Linked DNA regions of Macaca mulatta: region 2 is linked to region 1. The links are chromatin contacts, called in public Hi-C maps. All regions are on one chromosome and are shown on one strand. Each heading gives the region's core, a stretch centred on a gene start, on an enhancer-like site or on the middle of the called end of the contact. The rest is flanking DNA. Distances are from core to core; before and after follow the strand shown. Region 1 holds the start of EEF2K (eukaryotic elongation factor 2 kinase). Region 2 holds the start of METTL9 (methyltransferase 9, His-X-His N1(pi)-histidine).

Region 1 (6,461 bases), core at 1,858-4,357:
GGTTGTAGTGAGCTGAGATCGCACTACTGCACTCCAGCCTGGGTGACAAAGCAAGATTCCATCTCAGAAACAAAAAACAAAAAATGCTCCCTCTGGCTTGAGGCTCTGCCCTCCTCTAGGCCTTCAAAGTCCCCTTGACTTGTCCAACAAATGAGGAAAGAGTGAGAGGTTTTTAGGGTCGAGGCTTGAACCGGACACACGTTTCATCAGCGAAAACTCAGCCTTGTGGCCCTACTGAATGGTAAGGGAGCCTGGGAAAATTCATCCAGGGAGCGCCCCAGGAGGATGAGAACATGGATACTGGTGACCCATAGCTCTCTCTGCCACATAATACAGTAAAATGTTTTAAAAGCAAATCAGCGATTTTTTTTTAAATTTTAAATAGAGACCGGGTTTCACCCTGTCAGCCAGGCTGGTCTTGAACTTCTGGGCTCAAGCAATCCTCTGGCCTCGGCCTCCCAGAGTGGCTGGGATTACAGGCAGGAGCCACCGCACCCAGCCAGTGATATATCCTTAATCAGCCAAAAAGTACTGTACAGTTACAAAAAGCACAAGGAAAAAAAATGGTGATTTTTTTTTTTTTTTTTTTTTTTGAGACGGAGTCTCGCTCTGTCGCCCAGGCTGGAGTGCAGTGGCCAGATCTCAGCTCACTGCAAGCTCCGCCTCCCGGGTTTATGCCATTCTCCTGCCTCAGCCTCCCGAGTAGCTGGGACTACAGGCGCCCGCCACCTCGCCCGGCTAGTTTTTTGTATTTTTTAGTAGAGACGGGGTTTCACCGGGTTAGCCAGGATGGTCTCGATCTCCTGACCTCGTGATCCGCCCGTCTCGGCCTCCCAAAGTGCTGGGATTACAGGCTTGAGCCACTGCGCCCAGCCGGATCTTATTTTTTGAGACAGAGTCTCGCTTTGCTGCCCAGGCTGGAGTACAGTGGTGCCATCTCAGCTCACTGCAACCTATGCCTCCTGGGTTCAAAGGATTCTCGATTCTCCTGCCTCAGCCTCCCAAGTAGCTGGGATTACAGGCTCATGCCTACATGCCCAGCTAATTTTTGTATTTTTAATAGAAATGGTGGCTCCCTATGTTGGCCAGGCTGGTCTCAAACTCCTGACCTCAAGTGATCCACCCGCCTCAGTCTCCCAAAGTACTGAGATTACAGGCCTGAGCCACCACGCCCCTCGCCCAAAAAACCGGTAGCTCTTAAAATGTACACCAATATGTGTAAACTGTGATCATCTCAGTTCTGACTTCTGGCCTCCCCATTCCCTGCAGAGGGTAAGAACTTCGGACCGCACCCACTTCTTTGAGAAACGGGGCTCAGAGGAGGGCGGACGCCAATCCCAGCCATGTTACACTGAAATTCATGTCGTTGAGAGGTTTTACTGTATTTGTTGAATTAATAGCTGAACAAAGGAATGAACATCGGGTGCTGTGGAGGCCACAGAGAAGGAAGACACCTGCATACGCCATCTCTGAACTCTACCTTCCTTCCAACCTGCCTCTTCCCAGCTCAGCTTAAACATCACCCTCTCCCCTTTACACACACAGTGGGCATTCTCAGCTCCCACCTGTTTGCTATGTATTCCCATTTACTCCATCTCGCTTTTTAGAATCTGTTTATGTGACTGGTTTCCTCTGAGGGAGCTTCTGTGGGCCTGGGGATCACTCTGACCCTCGGTTTCCTCCTCGGTAAAAACATTAGGATAGACTAGGTGACTCAATTCCCTGCGACTTCACAGCCTGTCCAGGGCCCTCGACCACAGGGCCCTCGGCCATCAGATGTCTCCCGGGGCCACAGACTATCACACTGTGTGCCAGGCACTGTTTCAAGCACCTGACATATACATACTCATTTACTTTTATCCAAGGACACCAAGTGGTAGATACTAATACTGTACCCATTTTACCGATGAGAAAACCGAGGGCCAGAGAGCAGAAATGAGCTAGAATTCCAACCCAGGACTCCAGCCCTAGTGTTTCCTGCTTTCCTGGCTGAAGAAGCGCCCACCACCGAGGTCCCAGAGGTCGGGCTCCCTAGGACCGTCCCTCTGGGCAGATCTCACTTCCCCATGCGGCCCATCTGTCACACTCAGGGAGCAGCTGGGCTGTTTCCCCGAAATCCCCCAGGCCGGGGGATCTAGGATCTAGGCCGGGGCTTACCCAGGAGGCCCCCACCCCTGCGCGGCCACCGGCTTATTAATGCTCAGCCCCTTGGCGCACAAGTCATAGGCGCCTGCCAACAAGCGAACTCTCGCAGCCAACAATGCTGCAAGGGCGCGTCTACACAGTCCTGGAGGTTCCGGGAATTCGGGCTGACGCAGGCCTCTAGGTCAGGGGAAAGGGTGGGGGATGCGGCTCTGAGCCCTGCAGGGGACAGGAAGGCAGCGATACGCCCACCCTCCTAGGGGCCCCGAGGGCGTCTCGGGCAGAGGCCCCCAAACTATCTGTCACTTGCAGCCACATCACCGCCCATTGCTTGCCAATTGCTTTCCATATCCACATCGCCGTTAATCCGCACAACTTCCCCATTTCACCAAAGCAAGCACTGAGCCCCAGAGAGTTTAACAACCAGAGGAGAAGTGCCCCCACACTCTCCTTCCATGCCTTCTCCGGCCCCATTCCCAAGCCCAGACCCAGCACGCTCCAGACGCCTGTAGCGCCGGCTCCCAGCCCCCCACAGCCTTGGCGGCCGCCGTCCACACCTACCTCCCTCCGGCAGACAGGCGCGGCAGCCGCTGCTCACGGCCGCAAGGATCCAGAGGAGTTGGCAGAGGCTCGCGGCCCGGAGCTCCAGGGTGCAGGGCGGGCGGGCCCCCCGAGAGTGCCGGGGAGCGGAGAGCGGGGCGCGCTGGCTGGCGCTCCGGGCACGCAGCTGGGGCCACGCGGGGCAGATGGACCGATCCCGGGGCTCGGGGCCGCCGGAGTGATCCCAGGAAGGGCGCGGGGGCCGCTAGGACGATCCCGGGATGCGAGAGGCGCGTGCCAGGGACTCGCGTGCAGGCTACAGCGAGCGGGACTCGGGTGGCTGCAGGGCCGGGAGTGCGGTCGCTCGATCCGGGCAGGAGGGGAGCTGGGGCTGGAGCTAGGGCTGGGCTAGGTTGAGCAGAAGCAGGCGGGCAGGGGCGGGGCTGGCCTGGCGGGCGCACGGCGTGGCGCTCACGTGGCCGCCCCCAGGTGGCCGTCACAGCGTCTGCAGCCGCCGAGCGGGCCTCCTGGCTCCGGCGCTGGCTCCTAGCCCCAGGTGCAATGGTTAGCGCTAAGTCCTGACTCCCCCTGCTGAGTACACAGTGTCTGGTTCTCCTGCTCAAGGCTGGCCTAGCATCCGGCAGCGAGGGAGCAATTCAAGGGAGTGCCCAACTTCCGTCCTCTCCCGCCTATCTCGCCAGCTCCTCGCTTAGTTCCTGTATTCCTGTCCTTTCCAAAATCACTAGTGATCCAAGCCCATCGCTTGTTTGTATACATCTCTGTACATAACCTTAAAATATGTTTTATCGGAAATACTTTATTTTTCCTGATTCTGCTTTGTAAAAACAGGCATGTATGACGATTGCAATTATTTGTGTAGTTTTAAAATTAGTATCTCCTCTAGTTATTCCTAACTCTTGACACAGGGCCTGGGTGGCACACAGATGCTTAATACCTGTGGCATGAGTGGTAGAGTGGATACGGTATAAAGAAGAAAACGAATTAAAACTAATAACTGCTGTGAACACTTTGATATTAGGTCCTTCTAGATACTTCGTTAGTGAAATTTTAGAAATTCCACACATTCTAGATATAAAAGTAGTAACAGTGAGTGACATTTATTGAGGGATTTTTCCTAATTCCATCTTCCCAGCACTTTGGGAGGCCGGGGCCGACAGATCTCTTGAGGTCAGGAGTTCGAGACCAGCTTGGCCAACGTGGTGAAACCCCGTCTTTACTAAAAATACAAAAAAAGTAGCCGGGCGCGCCTGTAGTCCCAGCTACTCTGGAGGCTGAGGCACGAGAATCGCTTGAACCCTGGAGGCAGAAGTTGCAGTGAGCCGAGATCGTGCCGTTGTACTCCAGCCTGGGTGAAAGAGTGAGACTCCGTCGCAAAACAAACACACAAACAAACAAACAAAAAAAGAACAAAACTGAGACTTAAAGAGATAATAACATGCGCCAGGTGAGGCAGTTAGAAAAGGCAGAGCCAGCACTAAAATCCAGACTTCTCTGATTTCAAAGTTCAGGCTCTTCAAAGAACTTTTTTTTTTTTTTCCTTATTTATAAACCCCCAAGAGAGTAAACTACAGCTTTTGGCAAAAGACAAAATTGCACCTAGAATTCTGATCCTGGGGCGGTCAGGCAGGAAGGGAAGATCAAAGATGCTGAACTAGTCTGTCCAAGCCCAAAGCAAGATTGAAAAAAAAAAAAAAGACGCTACTGCTTAAAGCTCTATGGCCCTTGGGCAAGTTATTTTACTTCTCTGAGCCTCTGTCATTTTTGCCTGACCAGCAGGAGTGTCCTGCTTTGCATTAGCGTCTTGGTTAGTCTTCAGGGAACCAGTTCACCCTATTCTCAATTCAGGAAAATAGCCCTCCCCACTCCCCTGGCTCCAAAAATGGACACGTGGCCAGAGCTGGCCAATTAGCATATTTCATCCCTTCTGCCCCATTTATTGGTTCAGGGATGAGCACGTGATCCAAGTTAGGCCAATGAAATACTAATCTGGGCCTTTTTTAGTAACCATAAAAAAAAAACCTCTCTTTTCCAGGGAGTCGTTGAGCAGATAGGATGTAATAGTGGAGTTTCTGAGCATTCATTCTTATGGCAAATATTTATTAAGCTCCTATTGTGTGCCAAATACGGTGCTAAGAATTGGGGGAAACGCTTGCCTTCAAGGAGATGTCTACTGTGGTAAAATAAAATTACTCAAAGCCGGGCAAGGTGGCTCACACAGGTAATGTCAGAGCTTTGGGAGGCCAAGGCAGGAGGATCAATGGGGTCAGGAGTTCAAAACCAGCCTCAGCAACATAGCGAGACCCCTGTCTTTAAAATAAAACACTAAAAAAAAAAAAAAACAAAAAAAAACCCAGGTGTGGCGGTGGATGCCTGTAGTCCCAGATACTCAGGAGGCTGAGGCAGGAGGATCCCTTGGGCCCAATAGTTTGAAACTGCAGTGAGCTATGATCATGCCACTGTACTTCAGTCTGGGCAACAGAGTGAGACCCTGTCTCTAAAAATTAAATAAATAAATGAAAAAGGCCAGGCGCAGTGGCTCATGCCAGTAATCACAGTACTTTGGGAGGCTGAGGCGGGCGGATTGCTGGAGCTCAGGAATTCAAGACCAGCCTGGGCAGAATAGTGAAGAATCATCTTTATAAAAAATACAAAAATGAGTCGGATGTGGTGGCTTGCCTCTATGGTCCCAGCTACTCAGGAGGCTGAGGTGGGAAGAACACTTGGACCTGGGAGGCAGAGGTTGCAGTGAGCCAAGATCCCGCCTCTACACTCTAGCCTGAGGGACAAAGTAAGACCTTGTCTCAAAAAACAAAAACCAACCACAAACAAAAAAGAAAGTGAAAAGACAACTAGAGAATGGGGAAAAAAAAATGCAAATCATATCTGATAAGGGATTTGCAGCTAGAATATATAAAGAACTGTTACAACTCAATAATAAAAAGATAAATACCCCAATTTAAAAATGGGCCAAAGATTGGAATAGATATTTCTCCAAAGATATACAAATGACCAATAAGGACATGAAAAGGTGCTCAACGTCATTAGCCACTAAGAAAATGCAAGGCCAGGCACTGTGGCTCATGCCCGTGATCCTAGCACTTTGGGAGGCCGAGGTGGGATGATTGTTTGAGCCCAAGCGCTCCAGATCAGCAAAAGCAACATAACAAGACCCTTATCTCAAAAAAAAAAATAGAAAAATTAGCCAGGTTCAGTGGTGTGTGCCTGTAGTCCCAGCTACTCGACAGGCTGAGGTAGGAGGATTGCTTGAGCCCAGGAGCTGGAGGCTGCAGTGAGCTATGACTGCACCACTGCACTCCAGCGTGGGTGACCAAAGAAAGCAAATCAAAACACACCCACTACCCACTAGCATGACTATAATCAAAATCTCAGATAATAGCAAGTGTTGGCAAGGGTGTAGTGAAACTAGAACTCTCATACACTGCTGGTGGGAATGGCAAGCAGTTTGGCAATTCTTAAAAAAATTAAACATGAAGTTACCATATAACCCAGCAATTCAAATCCTAGCAGAAATGAAAACACATGTCCACACAAAAACTTACACACGAATGTTCATAGGAATATTATTCATAACAGGCAAAACGTGAAAACAATCAAACGACTGAGGAATGCATAATTAAAATGCAGTAGGCCAGGTGGTGGCTTATGCCTGTAATCCCAGCACTTTGAGGGGCCAAGGCGGGCGGATCACTTGAAGCCAGGCTGATCTCCAACTCCTGGCGACAACATGGTGAAACTCC
Region 2 (6,189 bases), core at 914-3,413, 260 kb before region 1:
GCGCATCCGCCCGGAGCGCGTTCTCGTGTCCCGGCCCTGCCTCGGCCTCTGGTAATGGCGGAGGTGCTTTTAATTTTTTTGAGGGGTGAGGCGACCACTTCCGAAGGCGGTAACTGCAGCCCTCCTGCCCCTCTAAGGTGGTGCCGGAAGGACCTCTAGGCTTTCCTGGCCTTAGTCGTTACCTCTGGACCGTCATCCCACTCCACGGCGGGACTTTGACCGGGTCGTGCAGTTAACTCCGGGGGCGCAAAGAGGGGAGTCATTCCTTTTGTGCATCCTGACACACACACAGGTTCTTCCCGGAGACGAATGCTGCCAGTACTGGTTACCCGCTCCGATGCGTAGTTTCCAGTTTGCATTTAGAACCGACCTGCTAGACTCCCGGCCTCTCCTCTCCCCTTCCCACCACCACTACCCGCCTGCCCCGTTCCCCAAGCCTGAGAAGTTGCTGGCTACGTGTTTCTATAAGGAATGAGTGAAAATTCTGCCTTTTAGGGAAGCTACCGCAGCTTGGGTACCCACAAGTAATGTTTTAGATGTATTGATGGCCCTGCCCAAGAATGAAGACCTCAAGTTAGACTCCTTGGCTGACTTGTTTCCTTGAATTAACAAGGAAAGGTGGACCCAACACTCAGAGCGAACTCAGCTCTGGGAGCAGTGTTTAACCCGGATATTTATTTGATCAGTTATAGCACGAGAAGACCTAGCAACATTTCAGAACTGAAGGGTTAAGTACACTGTGTTCCTGTGACTGCAGTTCTTCCTGCTGATAGCCACGCCACAATTAAGGAGTAACATATTTCGTGGGGGTCCCTAACTTTAATACTTTACTAGGTTTGTTTGGAAAGTGCTTTTAACTGCACCAGAAATAATGTAAATGTGTCTAAGTTCAAAACAAAAGAAGTAAACCTTTTGGTTAATTCGATGTTGCGCATCAGAGATTTTCATTTATGAAACAGTGGGGTGGTGAGCCACAGATGTGGAACAAAATCATTCTTTACCCAACAGCTTTTTTTTTTTTTTTTCCTTGACACTGAGTCTCGCTCTGTCTCCAGGCTGGAGTGCAGTGTGGGACGATGCCGGCTCACTGCAACCTCCGCCTACCGGGTTCAAGCAATTCTTCTGCCTTAGCCTCCAAAGTAGCTGGGACTACAGGTGCGCACCACCATGCCCAGCTAATTGTTGTGTTTTTAGTAGAGACGGGATTTCACCATGTTGGCCAGGATGGTCTCCTCTTGACTTCGTGAGCCGCCTGCCTCAGCCTCCCAAAGTGCTGGGATTACAGGCGTGAGCCACCGTACCCAGCCCAACAGCTCTTTTTATTAGCTTCTAAGAATCTCAGCTGGCCACCTTTGGCTAACAAAGATATCTTGTTGCCTAATGTAACAGGCTGTAACAACAAACAAAAAGGCAGAGGGTGGGTGGGAGGCGGTATTTTGTGTTCTCTCCAATATACTTCCTGACTGCTTCCTGCCAAAACCCCAAAGAGCCCAAGCCTTACTAAATCTAGTTCAAACCTCTAGTGGTCCTGGCCCAAATCATCAAAAAGGAACTACGGTAGCAAGTCCACTGTTTATTTACCATGTCACCTCTCCTTCCTGTCTCTTAGGATCAGTGTTAACAGACAAAGCAACTCTGTCACAAAAGGAAGCCTTCATCTTTTTAAAGTGGGGGTGAAAGCAGCAGGAGTGCATAAAATGGCATATTTCCTTTCTGAAGACAAAGGAGACAAAAAGGTATGCCCCAGCTATAGAGTCAGACCACATAGCTGTAGCTCAGAGACTGCAAAATGTTTTCAGATGAACAAGCAAGTAGATGGCTGCTGTAGTCAGAAGGATTTTGGGGTCAGTTGACTGCCACGAAGCCTAACAGCTCAAAGGAGCAGATTTTGTTTTATATCTGAGCAGCTGGCCTGGAAAAAATAAATCACTCATACATTTAAAATACTCTATAATAACCACAAAACACTCAAACCCATGCTCTTTACATTTAGCAGGCACAGGAAGAAACCAGAGCATCCGATGATCAAATGATTTGCCTGAAGGTAGCAGAGCAAATTCAATAGCTGACCTTTCCGTAGAACTTGGTATCCCAGCTCGTGGTCTTTCGATCCATCTAAGAAGCTTTGCTGTCTCTTCTCAGAGAGCCTCTTGAATTACAAATGAGGAGGAAGGAAAACAGCAAGAGTAAATATACGAAGCAGAAGTTCAGACTGCCCATTGGGGACTGCCCCCTTCCTTCATCTGCTAGAATGTCACTACCATATATTAAAACCTCAATTATCCATAATGGAGACGGGAAGAGGCAAGATAACACAAAAAACCAAATAGGAGCCAATACTTGTTCTAACATGATCTTGAGATGCAGTCAGTGATACTCAAAAGACACACAAATGACCCTCTGCACCAAACTCTGCTGATTGACCCTAGGTGTCTAGCTTGGGTCACAGCCCTGCACACAGGCCCAAAATTTTGGCGGGATCACTTTCCTATCTAGATCTCTAGGCAAAGGCTTTATGTTATTGTTGTTCTTTGAAGCTACAAAGTTTGGCATTTTCATATTCTCTTTTCAATTACGAAGTATCATGTTAAGAGAATCCATAAGCAGAGGGTTTGGATCTATACAAAACCTATTGGTGATTGTTATCTCCTTGAAGAGATAATGATTTAAAAAGAAATCATATAGACCAAGCGGGGTGGCTCATGCCTATAATCCCAGCACTTTGGGAAGCCAAGGCAGGTGGATGGCTTGAGCCCAGGAGTTCAAGGCCAACCTGGGCAACATAGAGAAACCCCATGTCTACAAAAAATACAAAAATTAGACAGGCATGGGGACATGCACCTATAGACCCATCTACTCAGGAGGCTGAGGTGGGAGGATCACCTGAGCCTGGGAGGCTGAGGTTGCAGTGAACTGAGATTGTGCCACTGCATGCCAGCTTGGGTGACCCTGTATAAAAATAAAAATAAAAATAACTCATATAATCACTCTTTTTTTTCCCGGAGATGAGTCTTGCTGTGTTGCCCAGGCTGGAGTGCAGTGCCATGATCTCGGCTCACTACAACCTCTGCCTCCCAGGTTAAAGCAATTCTCATGCCTCAGCCTCCCGAGTAGCTGGAATTACAGGTGCCTGCCACCATGCTCGGCTATTTTTTGTATTTTTAGTAGAGACAGGGTTTCACCATGTTGGCCAGGCTGGTCTCGAACTCCTGACCTCGTGATCCGCCTGCTGTGGCCTCCCAAAATGCTAGGATTACATGCGTGAGCCACTGCACCTGGCCATAATCATGTTTTTATGGACAGATATTTTTTATGCTTCTTAATATTCTTTTGTATATCTTCAGAGAAAGATACAAGTTTTTCCCAGTATATTCAATAGAATGTGCCCTGTAGTTATTAAGCAATGAGCACCTCTAACAAAATTAGCAAATGTACTCAACAATTTGTTTAATTAATTAATGTAGGAGATTTTTATCTGAATTTAGTTGATATAACTTCAGTCCTATGCAATGATATCACTGTGGGCCCCAGCTGATGAATTCTAAGTCAAGGCAAAACTGCAGACAGGTTAAACCAAAAAAAAAAAAATTAGCAGCCTAGGGCGGGCACCGTGGCTCATGCCTGTAATCCCAGCTACTCAGGAGGCTGATGCAGGAGAATCACTTGAACCCAGGAGGTGGAGGCCACAGTGAGCCGAGAGCCGAGATCATGCCACTGTACTCCAGCCTGGGCAACACAGTGAGACTCTATCTCAAAAAAAAAAAAAAAAAAAAAAAGGAGCCTCAAGTAGCAGAATTGAACCAGGATGTTAGTAGTTGGCCAGGCGCAGTGGTTCACGCCTGTAATCCCAGCACTTTGAGAGGCTGAGGTGGGTGGATCACGAGGTCAGGAGTTTGAGACCAGCCTGGTCAACATGGTGAAACCCCATCTCTACTAAAAATACAAAAAAATTAGCCAGGGGTGATGGCGTGCACCTGCAATCCCAGCTACTCATGAGGCTGAGTCAGAAGAATTGCTTGAACCCGGTAGGTGGAGGTTGCAGTGAGCCGAGATCACGCCACTGCACTCCAGCCTGGGTGACAGAGTGAGACTCCATCTCAAAAAAAAAAAAAAAAGAAGACATTAGTAGCAAATACAAGTAACACCATGTGCTTCATTGGAGAACTCCCAATGCTACTCATTAGCATAGTAGTTTATCATCTGCACTTTGAGCCAGACTATCTGGGTTTTAAGGTGGGCCCTATGCTTCTTGATTATGCAATTTGAGGCAAATTACTTGACCTTTACATATCTGTTTCCTCATCTGTAAAATGGAAATAATAATAATGGTTACCTATTTCATAAGGATGCAGTGAATATCATGTTATATACTCTAAATATAAAGGGCTTATCAAGTGCCTCAACATTTAGTGAACACTCAAAAAATGTTAATTTGTTTTCACTTTAACTTGGGTAAATCAGCCTCATCTGAGCCTCTCTTTCTTCATCTGTAAACTAAGAGCCATGGTTCTGAGCTGTCTGCTTCACAAGACATTTGTGAGAATTAGATGATCTGAGAGTTTTTTTAACTGTAAAACATCAACCAAAGTTATCATAATAAAGATGCTCAGTGCTAATGTAAAATGCCCATGTGAGGGATCTAGGTTGCCAACCTATGAGAATCTAATGCCTGATGATCTGTCAGAGACTTTAGTCTTTGCAAAGCTACTCTCCATAAAACATTCTCTTAGAACCCATGATGATAACATCTCTTAATAATGTGTCTATCTTCACACATGTGTCTATCCTCATGACATTTCAAACTAACTGAGTGGGGAAAAGAATATAAAACACAAAACTAGGCTGAGGTGGGAGGATCATTTGAGGCCAGGAATCCAAGATCAGCCTGGACAACATGTTGAAACCCTGTCTCTACTAAAAATACAAAAATTAGCTGGGTGAGGTTGTGCAGGTACTTGGGAGGCTGAAGCATGAGAATCACTTGCACCCAGGAGGCAGAGGTTGCAGTGAGCTGAGATCGCACCACTGCACTCCAGCTTGGGCGACAGAGCAAAAGTCTGGCTCCAAAATCAAAGTAAAACAAATAAACACAGAACTATAAAAAAAAATTCAAACCTAAAAACAAAATCGGCTGGGCACAGTGGCTCACGTGTATAATCCCAGCACTTTGGGAGGCCGAGGCAGACAGATGGCTTGAGCCACCAGCCTGGGCAACATGACAAAACTGTGTGTCTACCCAAAAAAGAAAAAAAATAAAACCTACAAAAATTAGTCAGGTGGCCGGGCGCGGTGGCTCAAGCCTGTAATCCCAGCACTTTGGGAGGCCGAGACGGGCGGATCACGAGGTCAGGAGATCGAGACCATCCTGGCTAACACGGTGAAACCCCGTCTCTACTAAAAAATACAAAAAACTAGCCGGGCGAGGTGGCGGGCGCCTGTAGTCCCAGCTACTCGGGAGGCTGAGGCAGGAGAATGGCGTAAACCCGGGAGGCGGAGCTTGCAGTGAGCTGAGATCGCACCACTGCACTCCAGCCTGGGTGACAGAGCCAGACTCCGTCTCAAAAAAAAAAAAAAAAAATTAGTCAGGTGAGGTGGTATGTGCCTGTACACCCAGCTACTCAGGAGGCTAAGGCAGGAGCATCAACTGAGCCTGGGAGGTTGAGGCTGCAGTGAGCCATGACCACAGCACTGCACTCCAGCCTGGGTAACAGTACAAGACCATGTCTCAAAAAATAAAATAAAAATCAAACAGTAAACTCAGATTACCTACTTGTCAAAGATGCCTGTCTTTTTAATAGGAAAGTCTTTTCCCCTCTGATATATAAAATTCTTTGCAGCTGGCTCACCTATTTACCCAGTCTATACCGGCCAGGGCATTTCACCTGCTCACAGAACCTTGTGAACTCCCATGATTTCCTCCCTCATCAGTCTCACATCTGTTTGAGTTTATGTCAGGAATATCAACAGAAAGACAAAGAAATGCCACTTTCACATATGCAATAAATATTTATTGTGTATACGGAATATACCAGGCCCTGGATTTACTGGAATATAAAGCAAAATAAACACAATGTCTCACCTTCATAGAGCTTACTGTCTAGTAAGGAGGCAGACCCGAATACATAATTATGAACTGCTGAGAGCAGAGAAAGGATTTGTATACTGTTACGAGAACTTAGAGAGATCTGA

The links. A called contact is a pair of places that touch in the nucleus more often than the background predicts.
Region 2: a contact with region 1 is called in a Hi-C map of fetal cortical plate, with 2.2 times the contacts expected there. The contact joins the promoter of METTL9 here to the promoter of EEF2K in region 1. A contact is called at or near these places in 2 of 14 Hi-C or Micro-C datasets (fetal cortex germinal zone and fetal cortical plate).

What each region holds. Positions count from the first base shown.
Region 1 is chr20:21,663,023-21,669,483 of T2T-MMU8v2.0, reverse strand. EEF2K (eukaryotic elongation factor 2 kinase) reads right to left here and starts at 3,107. Exons shown (of 19, transcript XR_013411924.1): 1 at 2,704-3,107.
Region 2 is chr20:21,920,057-21,926,245 of T2T-MMU8v2.0, reverse strand. It overlaps METTL9 (methyltransferase 9, His-X-His N1(pi)-histidine), which reads right to left and starts at 2,163. Exons shown (of 5, transcript XM_077986521.1): 1 at 2,071-2,163. The coding sequence starts at 2,115. It overlaps LOC144338113 (a long non-coding RNA gene), which reads left to right and starts at 157. Exons shown (of 3, transcript XR_013411941.1): 1 at 157-727; 2 at 1,610-1,736.